Regions from separate parts of the Danio rerio genome. Here region 2 is linked to region 1. Evidence: chromatin contacts called from public Hi-C data. All regions are on one chromosome and are shown on one strand. The core of a region is the stretch at or near the end of the contact, and the rest is flanking DNA. Distances in the headings are between cores, read along the strand shown. Region 1 has its middle 34 kb from the start of slc7a11. Region 2 holds the start of pcdh18b (protocadherin 18b).

Evidence for each region. A called contact is a pair of places that touch in the nucleus more often than the background predicts.
Region 2: a Hi-C map of an unstated tissue shows a contact between it and region 1, with 8 times the contacts expected there. The contact joins the promoter of pcdh18b here to the enhancer-like site in region 1. A contact is called at or near these places in 3 of 18 Hi-C or Micro-C datasets (caudal fin, embryo and an unstated tissue) and 2 of 4 datasets of contacts at active chromatin or transcription factors (caudal fin and embryo).

The regions. Positions count from the first base shown.
Region 1 is chr14:46,520,453-46,523,196 of GRCz12tu, forward strand. It overlaps a transcript of fgfrl1b not described here. Among named protein-coding and RNA genes, the nearest start is that of slc7a11, 34 kb to the left of the region's middle. Within about 2 kb of position 1,354, at least 13 of the 62 cell types and tissues checked have an H3K27ac peak or open chromatin away from gene starts, as enhancers often do.
Region 2 is chr14:46,749,699-46,752,398 of GRCz12tu, forward strand. It overlaps pcdh18b (protocadherin 18b), which reads left to right and starts at 1,311. Exons shown (of 4, transcript NM_001115099.1): 1 at 1,311-2,700. The coding sequence starts at 1,399.

The DNA of each region.
Region 1 (2,744 bases), core at 104-2,603:
CACTTCTTCTATTCATACATTGACTTTGCATTTTAATTTATTCTTTAATTGCATATAGGTATCATAGATTGCTATGCATCCATCCATCCAATCATCTATCCATCCATCCATCCATCCATCCATCCATCCATCCATCCATCCATCCATCCATCCATCCATCCATCCATCCATCCGTTTAACAATTCATCTATACATCCATTCATCTATCATCAATCTATCTGTCTACCTATAAATATATCTATCCACCCATTCATCCATCCGTCTGTCTATTTATCCATCCATCCCTCTGCCTATTAATTTCTCCATCCATTGATCTGCCCATCCATCCATCCATCCATCCATTCATCCATCCATCCATCCATCCATCCCACTATCCATCTGTTTATCAATCCATCTATTCATTCATCCATTCATCCCACCATCCATCCATCCATCCATCCATCCCACTATCCATCTGTTTATCAATACATCTATTCATTCATCCATTCATCCCACCATCTATCCATCCATCCATCCATCCATCCCACTATCCATCTGTTTATCAATCCATCTATTCATTCATCCACTCATCCCAACATCCATCCATCCATCCATCCGTTTATTTATTGATATATCTGTCTATCAATTTAGCCCTCTATCCATCTTTCTTTGCATACATCCATCTTTCCATCCACCAATACATACATCAATCTGTCTATCCATTTAGCCCTCCATCTCTTCATCCATCCATCCATCCTTGATGCTGCCATTTGGCACAAATCCATAAATTTTTCCTTTCTGGCTGTTCTTTCTATTAAAAAATTCTTTAGACGTACTGCACAGGCAGAAAATATGTCTCTCCATATCTCCTAGTAAAAATCTATGTTATTGCACAACAATTACCCAGCTTTTTGGCTAAAAAAAAAAAAATATATATATATATCACTCAGTCTGTAACTTGGTGGTCAGTGGGAGATGTATTGTATTCCCCCAATGGTGTGATGTCACTTGAAAACTATCAATTGTGGACCAGTGACTGAAATAACAGACATGCAAAACCCAATTCAATTTTTACTGCAGCCAATGTTTGCACCAGAATGATTGAACCATTTCACTATGATGATTTAATATTTCCTTATTTAATACCTCACTTACTGTACATAGCCTCCTAGAAAAGAATACAGTAAGAAAAAGTTTTAAAAAATGAGATGGCTGAGGTTGAAAATGTTAGTTCACCCACATAATCATATCAACGTGAGCTTGTGTGTTAAAGTGTGTGTGTGTGTTTTGGCAGCACCAGGGGTCTCGTATCGCAGGCAGCACGGCTCAAATGACTTTGTGAATAAGTTGAAGCTGGTGAACCAGGATCGAGTGCCAAGATCATGGCACCGGCCCAGCGCACTAACACACACACGCAAACACACTCGAGTGAACATACAGTACATCCCTGCCATTGTTGGACATCTGCCCGGTACAACAACATCAAGAGGAGGCCAGCTCCAGGGACGGGCCTTATGCCATTACAACAAGGAGAAGCATGTCTGCACACACCAGTTCATTCACACAGACTGGAGGGGCAGGTGTACAGTGCGGTTAGCACAGTTATACATCACCACAGACTTTTCATCGGATTTTCAGCCTACAATCTTCCCTAGATGGAGTATGAGGGACACAGTGCTCTGTGCTGATATAGAGGTCACTTAAGAGACAGTGGAAATGACTAAGATATCAGAATGGACTGTTTTTTAATTTTTTTAAAATTTGGTAATAATAACAATAATAATAATAATAATAATAATAATAATAATAATACATCCCAGTGATGGGTTGCAGCGTGAAAAGCATTCGCTGCGTAAAACATATGCTGGACATGTTGGCGGTTCATTCCACTGTGGCGACCCCTGGTTAATAAAGGGACTTAGCCGAAAAGAAAATTAATGTATGAATGAATAAGAATTCATTCATTTATTTTCCTTCAGCGGAATGAACTGTCGCCTTATCACTCATATGTTTTATACAGCGAATGCCTTTCCAGCTGCAACCCAGTACTGGGAAACATCCAAACACTCTCATTCACGCACATATACTATGGCCAAGTTAGTTTATTCAGTTCATTCATATTGCAAACTCCACACAGAAATGCCAGCTTAGGACTCGAATCAGCAACCTTCTTGCTGTGAGGTGACAGTGCTAACCACTGAGCCACCATGTTGCTCAATAATAACAACAACAACAACAACAACAACAACAACAACAACAACAACAACAAATAAACAAACAGACAAACAAACAAATAGGCAAATAAATAAATAAATAAATAAATAAATAAACAAACAAACAAATAAATAAATAAATAAATAAACAAACAAATAAATAAATAAATAAAATACACCATTATAATTGACATATTATCACATGCAGTGCAAATGCAGTGTATGAGAACTAAATATATATATTTGTTTGTGAAATAATGTGACTGTAAAATATAGTTTACATTGAAAAATATGACATTTAATTTACAATACATTAAATATTATTTATAATAGATATGTATAAATGTAATTATTTTGTGTGAAGATATTTTAAAATATTTTATCCTTGTAATTCAATGATGAATTTTCAGCATCATTACTAATCATTTCTTCAACATGATGAGTTACTACAGACAGCAGTAACTACTTTAGAAATGAAACATTTGTTTCAGCTTCATATTTTCAAAGAAACTTCTGAGGATTTTTTGAGTTAAAACTAGTTTGTCATTTAAT
Region 2 (2,700 bases), core at 61-2,560, 230 kb after region 1:
AAACGCACTAAGCGCAACGGAAAAGATGCGTCACGGGCAAAAAGTTCGCGTAGGTTTGTTAGCTAAAAGCATTAAGTGAAAATTCCATTCTTGCACTTTTGAAAAATAAGTATTTCTTGCAAGACTGATATGATTTTGCTTTTCTGGACATTCGAACCAGATGGCCCTGAAACTTCCAGAAGCTCATGTTTGCTTTTTGTTTGTGGGTGAACGCGCATGATGATGCTAATGCGGTGGAATCAGAGATGGTGAGTCGTAAAGTGGCATTGTTCACTGGGGGGAGAGTGTGACCTCTATGAGAAATCACATTGACTGGGGGTTAACGGAGGTTGGGGGAATCCTTTTCAAAGCGCGCGATTCGCCACGCGCGCAGATTTCTCCACGAGACACAATAGCGCGCTGATGGGTTCCCAGATATCCTCCAGTTCCCCGTCATACTCACCATTATAGCATGAGATTAAACTTTTTTTGAGATAGCTGTGTGCAATAGTACTATATACTGCATAGTATAATATGTGCGCAATATTATAACGGGTAGTTATTTTTACGCATTATTAAATATTAAAGTATTTCAAACTTACGATTTAAAACACGATAACAATGTAAAAGGTTTAACTGCTAATCTTTTTGGGGGAATCAAAATGATTGTAGTGTGCATTGCGCGTAAAATCACTTTATTTAAAGTTAAAAGTCGAAAGAAAACGCTTTAAATCTTTAAAATGACGCAAATTCTAAGTTAAATTGGTGGAAACAAATATGTTACAATAATGAAAACATTAGTAAAGTAAGAAGTAACCCAAAGTGTGCCAGGGTGACACGAGAAACGTTGGCCTTGAATACATGTGTCTATTTTCTATTGTTATGGCACACTTCTGAAACTCTGTCCTCCTCATGGCGAGATCTGCTTGCCAGCTCCACCACAATCACTGCTCTTTCTTTCCTTCATTCACCCTTTTCTTTTCTTTTCTTTTCTTTTCAGGGATGTACAGCCGTGGGGCGAGGAGAGGAGGCTGGAGTTTGGAGAGGGTGGGGGCCACGGTCTGAGGTGAGCTGCAAGGGGCTAGTCAGTGTTCTCAGAGTCACAGACAGAGCACACACACACACACACACTCGCGCGCGCGCAAGGAGCTGCGCCTCCCACACACCCGCGCACCAACTCACACACAGTCAGACGGAGAGGAAAGTGGATGTGTGCAGCCGCAATACCGCGTCCTGATGCTTCTTCTGAGCCACTGAAAACGCGGAGAGAGGGGGAGTGCTGGTTCCACCACTCTACACGCTTTTGCTTGAAATCTATGCACAGCATTCGAGGATTTATCATGCTTTAATCTACACCGAACAATCCACCAGCCAGTCTTCTGTGTGTGTGGAATAACAACTTCGCGCACGTCTTCAAATATGGGAACAACTAAGCACTCCAGCGACTGGAATGTTTTGTTTTGCAAGACGCTTCTGAAACTTATGCTTCTGGCGGCCGTGGCGCACAATGTTTCGGGGAAGACTTTAAAATACAAAGTTCTGGAAGAGCAAAGAGTTGGGACGGTAATCGCCAGGCTGAAAGAGGATGTAGCCGGTCTGTTAGCCAAACTCCCGAGCTCCGTGTCTCCGCGCTTCAGAGCGATGCAGAGAGGCAGCACCCCTCTGCTCTCCGTGCGCGAGGAGGACGGAGAGATCAGCATAGCCACCAAAATCGACCGAGAAAAGCTTTGTGAGAAAAACTTAAACTGCACTATCGAGTTCGACGTGATTACTATTCCCACAGAATACCTCCAACTGTTTCACATTCAAGTGGAAGTGTTGGACATCAACGACAACGCTCCGCAGTTTTCGCGCGCCATCATCCCTATAGAGATATCCGAGAGCGCGTCTGTGGGCACACGCTTCCCTCTGGATAGCGCGGTAGACCCGGATGTCGGGGAAAACGCGCTGCACACCTACTCGCTCACTCGGAATAACTTTTTCAAAATCGATATCAGGACGCGAACGGACGGCGCAAAGTACGCGGACCTTGTTGTAATGAGAGAACTTGACAGGGAAACACAGTCCAGTTATCAACTACAACTCACAGCTTCAGACTCTGGCGTACCGCCGAAATCTGGCTCAACTCTGCTTAAAATCAGCATATCTGATTCCAACGATAATAGCCCGGCGTTTGACGAGCAGGCTTACGTGGTCAACCTCCTGGAAAATTCATCACTGGGGACGCTCTTGGTAGACTTGAACGCTACAGACCCGGATGAAGGCAATAATGGCAAAATCGTGTATTCTTTCAGCAGCCACGTGCCCCCCAAAATCCTAGAGACTTTCAAAATTAACCCAGATAATGGCCACATCACTCTTATTAAGAAAGTTGACTACGAAACCACGTCTTCATATGAAATAGATGTGCAGGCTCAGGATATGGGTCCCAACTCCATTCCAGGCCACTGTAAAATAATAATCAAAGTGGTCGACGTCAACGACAACAAGCCAAAAATCAACATCAACCTCATGACTCAGGGCAAAGAGGAGGTGGCCTACATCTCAGAGGCCTCCCCTGTTGATACCTTCATCGCATTAGTGCGAGTGGATGACAGTGACTCGGGTATAAACGGTGAGGTTGTGTGCCGTCTTCATGGCCATGGGCATTTTCGCCTGCAGAAGACCTACGAGAACAACTACATGATTCTCACAAATGTGTCTCTGGACCGTGAGAAACGC